Regions from separate parts of the Zea mays genome. Here regions 1 and 2 are each linked to region 3. The links are chromatin contacts, called in public Hi-C maps. All regions are on one chromosome and are shown on one strand. Each heading gives the region's core, a stretch centred on a gene start, on an enhancer-like site or on the middle of the called end of the contact. The rest is flanking DNA. Distances are from core to core; before and after follow the strand shown.

Region 1 (2,732 bases), core at 43-2,542, 150 kb after region 3:
GCATGTATGTGCAATATATGCCCAGTTCAGAATATGTAAAGAGCATGTAGCTGCATTTATGAATGTTACCTCTGCCAAAGCATGGCTTGCCAAAGCGAGCAACTGGGTGAGCATAACCGTATGTGCCCTCTTCCCCTTAGCAGCACGAGCCACCTCTTCCTTAAAACATCTCAGTAATAAAAACCATGCATTAGAAAGAATGTACATAAACACCAAAAGTTGACCATTGATTTACCATACAGTATATTATCAGTTACTATAAAACCCGGATCGTACTAAAAGACAGGTGAAGTATGAAACTATTGATGCATCTGCCCCAAACATGCCAATGTTTTGACAGATAGAAGGTCAAAATAATATTTAAGTCTGTTTTATTCTGATACAGTAAGGGCAGGTGAGAGTTATCTCACTAAGCAAGTATCTCTGTATTCGCAAAGAGAAGACTTGTCTTGGTTTATCCTTCCACAGACCCCACCTATATAGAGCTTCCGACACTGGTTCAATCCTTTCTATTCCCCAACAGTTTGAAATAGAGTGGGTGTGTGTGGCTTTAGGTGCAAGATAACATAATAATGTCATGCCATGAAGACTGTTACTGGAGACTTAGCCTGAATTAAAAGCTAGATGTAGAATTACACAATTGCAACTGAACAATTTAGCAGTATTTTTACATTAACACAGCTTAAAAACATTCCTGATCTCCCCCAAAGCAAATTAACTTACAGACCAAGGGAGATTGAGAAGTGGAAGTAAGAAACGCCACAACCACACTTGGCTAAGCTAACCCTTTGAAATCTACGGAGTCATCACCCTATATCAATCGCTCCAGCAAACTAGTCACATCAACCTCACGGATGATAGCTACTAGACACTCATCAGTCAGTAAAGGAGGCCAACCGCGGCATTACCAGAGTCAAGAGCGACGAATTGGCAGTGGCGGACGCGCGGGGCGCATGGCGCCTCAGCCGAAAGTGCGGGCGCGCCGAGGGGTCCTGAAGTCGAGAGAACATCCACCAGTTCATGATGAAGAAGAAGGCCACGAGGGCGCCCCAGACCAGCAACCCGCGCGGGCGCCGCCACCCCCTCCGCTGCTGCCGCCGCCTCGCCCGCGGCAGCGCAGCAGACGCCGGGGAGCTCGCCACCGCCAACAGCGGCGGTAGCGGCGGGGGTGCTGCCACCTCGGGCATTCCGGCGCTGGATTAGGATCACGACACGCGGCGTTCGTTGGGCAGCGAGCAGAGGAGCACGAGACGCGGGGTGGCTGTGGCTCGTCCTTGTCACTCGTCAGATCCTGCGATCGCCGTAGGATTACTTTAAGCTGCAGTTTGATGGAGAGCTTTTTTGTTACTAGAACATAAGGCGCCCTTCGGGCGCCCTACAATTTTACGAAATACTCCTGCACCATTACTTGGCTAATATGTATTACAAAGTTAAGGCTTAGATGCGTTCTTTCAACAATCACATCTTTGTCTCCACTGGTATTTGGATGAGAAACAACTGAGGTGTTACCTAATTTTATGACAGTTGATGTGAGTCTCAACGAGTACTTAAATTTTGGATACCTTCGGGCACTGACTGATAATCAGCTGCTTTGTTGCTCGTGAAGATGATGAACATGGCAGTGACTCCAGGGGGAACATATCCCTGCAACTGCAAGTGCCACAGTCGACACAGGATTGAAGCTTTGCTAACCTTTTCCTGTAACAGTTATCAATGTAGTTGTCATACTCAACATTGCAAAGGGCGCAATAGAATTTCCAGTGCAGTGATAATTAATACAAAGTTGAACATAATTACCTCATCAACTTTTGATCTAAGAGAAAGATATTTGGCAGCAATGATGTGCCAACAACGGTCACAACGATAGCTGTCAAGATGCTCCACCACAGCGAAGTACTTTAGGCAATCCACCAAGCTACACTCACTGGTCTAGTGTCATGACATACGATAAATGTAACAAACAAAAATACCATTAATGAGCATAAAATGGACAGCGAATGAATAATTTTTTTAAAAAAACTTGAATCATCCAGCGAAATTTAGGAAGGCGTATTGCATAACAATGAGATATGTCAAGGAATGTCCTTCAACTTTTGGGTGCGTAATCTTTATTTTAACATCAACATTTATTCTTGTTACATTTTTAGTAATTGGTTTTATATTTTTAGACCGATTTACATAAGTACATAATATATAATAATAGTAGTCTGTATAAATCAATATACAAAATTGTAGTACATATACACTGTACGAAATATAAAAGTAGCTATTGCTACGGGTCATCAGAACAAGGATTCCTGCATCCTGCTAAACTGAATAAGTATCTGTTTAGCACAGCTTCACTAACAGTTTCATGACCTTTTTTTGCCAAACGCTTGTTTTTTTTCTTCAAAACAGCTTCATCGGTGAAGTTATTTTTTATGCTCAGCTGGGAAAAGTAGCTTTTCATGGTTTTCTCCCTTATTTTTCTCTAAGCTGTTGGTAAAGCTGTTTTGCGAAACACTTCTTGCAAAACAGCTTAGCTTCACCTAGAAAGTTGCTAGAAATTTGACTACTGAAGGTAAGCTGTGCCAAACTGGGGCTAAATCCTGGAATAATCAAACCAATTAATCAAATACTACTACTACCTACGTACCACCAGAACAATTGAAGTAACAGCTAGTTAAGATGGTTCGCTTAATGGCCAGTGTGATGTAGTTAAAGCGTCAGCTACTTTTACATCTTTCAGCCTG
Region 2 (2,804 bases), core at 3-2,502, 220 kb after region 3:
CGTTCAGTTCAAAAATAACTAGTGAACGGCAAATATTCGAAAACTGAGGTAGTACATGCTTAGAAAAAAGAAATGTTAAATACCTTCTTTCACATTTTAAATATGAAACCATGTTGCATGTGCATTGAATAATATCCGCATGTTGCATGTAGACATACATGGTCAAACATTAATTTGTAGGTTTTAGGTCATTCTGTCTTTGTGTGCGTGATTTTAGAGAAAGCTCTCACGTATAGGGAGTTAGGGACTCACCCTTGAGGCCACCACGAAAGTCCATGATGATCGAATGCGTAGGAGCAGCCATTAAATTTTAGCTTTAGAGATTTGAAACAACCGGCCTAACATGATATTTAAAACTTAATTAACCTCGAAACAAATTATTAATTTATTAGCCTACTGAAGGTATACCAACACGAGGCACGAAAAGTGGTGGTTTCATGAAGGTATCGCCCTCCGTCTACGTCTAGATGAAAAATACGAGCAGGAACATACAAGTTTATAAATATCCTTTTATATATATCGAAGTGACCAATTCAGTATCAAGGAGACATATCAGGTACGATGAAACTACTCTACAACTGCAACCAGCACCGAGATCAGATCACAACCTATACGCAGTATACTATTCGTACCAACAGCAAGAACCGAGAAAAAATTTAGAAAATTCTGCTGTCTGCCAAGCAACAGCACTGACGTGACGAGGACAGGAGGGGTCAGTACCCAGGGACCTCGGAGCCCTGCTGCTTCTTGTTGCCGCCGCCGTTCTTCCGCTGGCACTTGTCCTTGATCCACTGGAACCCCTGCGACGTGCCCTCTTTCACCTTCCTCATGCCGGTGGCCGCGGCCGCCTTGGTCTTCTCCCCCACGCCGCCGTCGCGCGGCGCCCTCGGGCTCGGGTCGCCGCCGTAGTCCCACTGGTCCGCCCACGACGTCCCGAACGAGTTGTTCCGCTGCATGTCTGCCGCTGAGAACTGAGAAGGAGTTGCGCGGTGCTTCACCCCCCAAAAAAAATCTCTGCCTCGGGAATGAACTATGAAGGAGCCGGCGGTGAATGAACTCTGTGCCTGCTCTGTCTCGTGGTCTCTGGCCGGCTCCGGGAGTTTTTAAAGGCGCAGCGCGCTGCGCGAAGAAACGCGTCGCCGTCGGTGACAGCTGAGGCGAGGTAATCTAGAGGTGGCGACCGAAAGGGAAGGGATCGATTCGGAAATGAAATCGTCCATGGCCTCACGCATGATGCGTTCGTTATACACGCCGCGACGCGGTTCTAGAAGCGTGTCGCCGCGACTTTGGAGCTGGAGGTGAGTAGGTGACCAAGCGACGGCGGCGCTCGGCACGGGCATGGAAGCTTCCTGCCGCTGTGGCACCGACGCGTGGGGTCAGACAGGGACGACGGCCCACGTGTCAGTGACTCTCCATGAGGATGCGAGAGGTGAAAGGAGGAGACCAGTTGGCTTTTTTTTTTTGACAGGAAGGGGAATTACCCCTGTTTCATTAGAAAATAGGAAACATATACGGTAACATATCCTGTATTCATTGAGCTCTTGTGCTTATATGAGTACTTTAAATCTAGTGTCTTCATTTTTCATTCAAGTGTGAATAGATATTTCCTAATTTCTTCTGTGCCGCCCTTTTTGCGCCACGCCGTCTATCTCTTTTGTGTGCCACTGCCACTGGATGAGAAATGAATGTACCAGATTTAAAGTGTTCATATGAGCACAAAAGCTCCATGATCACAGGATACGTTTACAGTACGGTTTACATGGGGAAGTTTTAATTAAGAAGCTATAGTCTTCAACGCCCTAGCAGGTAGACATCAACTAACCAGACTTACTAAAGAACGAAATCCCTAGGGTTTTTATTGAGCTCGACTTAGCGAAACTCAGGATCGAGAAGAACTTAGACCATAGAGAAACAAGCACAGCGACGTATTACAATCCAGAAGCCCGGTGACTCAACGAAAGCCACTAAACCGCCACCTCACAACGTTAAGCCAGAGATATGTAAGACTTTTTTCATCCCGTGATCCTTCTCGACATAGGCGCCCATCCATTCGCGTGCGCAAAGAACTTATTTATCGTCCTTCGAATTCGCACACTCCCTTCCAACAACATCTTTTTTGTTGTCTCACTCTGCAAAACAGACCAAGAATCGAGCCAAAAGCAGCAACTAAAGATTACTTCAATAGGATCAAAAACCAACAAGCCATTAAAACAAGCATTATTCCTTATTCTCCAGATAGCCCAAAAAACTGCCCCACAGCCCACCATCACCAGATTGCGAACTGACTTATTAAAAGACAGAATCCAGTCACCGTATAAGTGCGGAGCATTAGCAAGAGTATAGGGCAGATTAAAGGCGACCTGGACAATTCTCCAAATAAATTTCGCTACAGAACATTTAAACAAAAGATGCTTAGAGGATTCACTAATTCCGCAGAAATTGCAATCGGGCGCACCCACCCAACCTCTTTTTAAGAGATTTACTTTGGTCAAAATACGATCCTTCAACAGCAACTAAAAGAAAAATTTTATTTTTTGAGGCAGTTTGATTTTCCAAAGAAATTTATATGGGGCTTTCACCGTATCATTTTTGATACTAGAGTATAATGATTTGACGGAGAACTCTTTACTCCCAAGCATCGAGATAACTTTGTCCTTCTTATTAGAAAGGGCAAAACTCTCACACCAATTCTGGAGGTTCTGAAAAAGGGTGCTAGTTTTAGGCCCCAAGATTTTTCTAAAACTCAAAGAATTAATATTAGACTGAAGGGCACAGTCCACTGTAATATTCTTATCAAAAGACAG
Region 3 (2,745 bases), core at 218-2,717:
TCTTTCTCCACAACACCCTGCAGGTCCAATTGTTTACTACAAATTAAAGTCATTACCTAATGGCTAGTAGAATGATTAAAGCAACAATAATCTATATTTAGTTTACCTCATCAACTAGGGATTTCAGTGACTGCGCAAGCAATCCGTAAAGATGGTTGGACTCTCCAGCGAACACATCCTCATGCTTCCTTCCAATAAATGTTAGAACCATTTGGCCACCAGACACGAGTTCCTCATAGCGTAGCCTGAGGAAGAGGGAGAAGTCCTTCTGAAACTGATGTTGAAACAACTTCACCATCGATGGTGACATAGTCTTTGTGATGTAGATATCTAGGCATGATTTTTGGGTGCCCTTCAATTGCTCTGGTGCCTGTATATGTATACATAGAGAGAGAAAAAAAAGACGGTCAAACAAAGAGCAACTATATATAGGTTTGTTTCAAATTAAAACACTCAAAAGCATGGATCGGACAAGCAACAGACAAGCTCTGACAGGTAAGACTTGTGAGTGGTGAACTGCATATCTCTTGCGGTACGGTTGTGGGAATGCATACCTGAGAGCGCCACTGAAGGCAGAACAGAGAGTGGAAAAGATGAACGCTTTCGCTAGGGAAGATCCTAGTGTAGTAGGAGCCCGGCAATCCGGAGATATAGCAAGGAGGCTGTAGTGCCTCAGTTGCTGCATCTCCCTTGTGTGTCGTCGATGACTTATTGAACTGCTCGATGAGCTGGAAGAGATTGTTGAAGTCGTTACCGGGCAGGTCATTCAGAAAGAACTGAAGCTGCGGCGGGTGGTCATGTCGTCGGTTGTGCTCCAGCTTGCAATGGTGAGCTATGATTCTAGTCACCTCAGTGACGAAGCGCAGTGTGTTAGGCCCGGATGAGCAGCCTAAGTCGGCCACAACCATGGTTTGTGGGAGGAGAGCTGTGCATACTGCTCTAGTGGCCTCCTCAAGGACCGACTTCATCTGAAACATAGCTTTCTCCTGTTGCCATGCATGCATCCAACAGAAACATTATATATGCAACAGAAGAAGCATGCAGCTGCATGCGTGCTGGAAACAAATAACGCTGAGAGAGTAATAATTACTTACTTGAATCCTAGAATTTTTTGTGTAGCTAGTTTCTCCGTTCCCTGTGGCCATGTGGAGATCACGCTCGATTCTCATCGGCATGGCTGCCTGCGAGTCGAGGCTTCAGCGGTGCGCCGGGGGGAGCCAAAGCTCAGCACATACAAGCTAAGCTAGCACAACAATTTTACAATCTTAAGCTGTGTGGACGATGGCTAAATTTATAGACAAATTTAATTTGCCATGTTCGTCTGCACAACGCGCTATGTATTGCACGTGAATCATCAGCTGCATGCCATATATGAACAGAGAGACATATTAATAATTAATTTTCCATATTATTATAGCACATATGTCAGGCTATGATTCGAGAGAGGTATGGAGCATCTGTGCATTTGAGAGCATGCATGCATGTGTCAATAATGGATCTAGCTCTTAATTCATATGTCTCACACAACGCAGATTTCGGCAAAGGGTGCTAGCACGTGGAACATACATACATTGGACCTTCCAGGAAGGGGTATTATCAGATTGGGTGACTTGAAAATGAGTGATGATGTCCTTATCCTCCACTTGCAAGAAGAATTACGTAAGGGTTGCTGGGCCACTGAAGCCGGATACGGTTGGGCCGCCTGGCGTCCATGCCTCTTTATTTTAGCAAAATAATATTTCGATTATTTATACATATATGTATTATACATTATATATACTTTATCTGTTCCAAATTAAAAAATTTAGATTAAAACCAGAACATAAATCATGACAATATCATATATATTCTAGTATAAGCATAGCTCGTATACTAGCTAGTTAGATTAACCAATATATATATGAACATAAATACTAGTGTAAGCATAGCTTATACACTAGTAAGGTTAAACAAAGCCACGATATTATTAGATCATAGGGTGTGTATCTTACCGGTGGTCATTGTTGTGGAGAAATAAAGTGCTCGGATCAGCTGACAGCGAATACGCATGGACATATAGCACCGCCTGACTCGAATTGTTGAAGACTACCCGCCGTGGAAGTGGAGAGCATTCACACCAAGAGTGTTTCACAAAACTCAATTAGTCTTCTCCCGATGCATGACAGTAAGGATGAGGAGACCTGTTTATCTGTAGCCATTTGGGTTGAAGATACTATGACGGCAGCGTCGTAGTGAGAAAAGGCAAAAAAAAAATATATCATAACTCAGTTAGATATATTTTAGAACTAGTTTAAGAACTCTATTTTTACAAGGGATTCATATTTTTCCAAGAAAAAAAATAAAATAAGTATAGAAAAAATTGGTAGGGCCTAAGATTAAATTGACAATACAGTATAAAACAAAAAAACTCAGATCTACTGGCAGATAGTATACGTTTCATTAGAACAGAACAGATCTGAACTAACTCAATAAAATTAACGCATAAAAAAAGAATCGACAATCTAACCATAGAACCGTCATCGCAATAAACTGAAAATGCAAATTTACTTAAACTGATTTCCAAATAAATAAAAGACAAAAATAAAATTGCCATTTAGAAGAGTCACGATGAGATCGCGGCGTCGGTGTAGCTACCTTTTAGCAAGCAAACAAAAAGTGTCATTGGAATGACGCCACTTTCTCTAATTTATTTATGCTGTCTCCCTGTGCCACATGCCACCTTTTTTACTATTGGGTGACTTGAAA

The links. A called contact is a pair of places that touch in the nucleus more often than the background predicts.
Region 1: a Hi-C map of leaf shows a contact between it and region 3, with 4 times the contacts expected there. The contact joins the promoter of LOC103637799 here to the promoter of LOC100500707 in region 3. A contact is called at or near these places in 2 of 25 Hi-C or Micro-C datasets (ear and leaf).
Region 2: a Hi-C map of bundle sheath shows a contact between it and region 3, with 2.6 times the contacts expected there. The contact joins the promoter of LOC103637801 here to the promoter of LOC100500707 in region 3. A contact is called at or near these places in 2 of 25 Hi-C or Micro-C datasets (bundle sheath and leaf).

The regions. Positions count from the first base shown.
Region 1 is chr9:3,566,625-3,569,356 of Zm-B73-REFERENCE-NAM-5.0, forward strand. It overlaps LOC103637799 (O-fucosyltransferase family protein), which reads right to left and starts at 1,293. Exons shown (of 10, transcript XM_008660846.4): 1 at 909-1,293; 2 at 70-159. The coding sequence starts at 1,187.
Region 2 is chr9:3,635,895-3,638,698 of Zm-B73-REFERENCE-NAM-5.0, forward strand. LOC103637801 reads right to left here and starts at 1,253. Exons shown (of 1, transcript XM_008660848.4): 1 at 476-1,253. The coding sequence starts at 956. The coding sequence ends at 714.
Region 3 is chr9:3,415,314-3,418,058 of Zm-B73-REFERENCE-NAM-5.0, forward strand. It overlaps LOC100500707 (anthranilic acid methyltransferase 1), which reads right to left and starts at 1,468. Exons shown (of 4, transcript NM_001196309.2): 1 at 1,095-1,468; 2 at 555-986; 3 at 107-370; 4 at 1-17. The coding sequence starts at 1,175.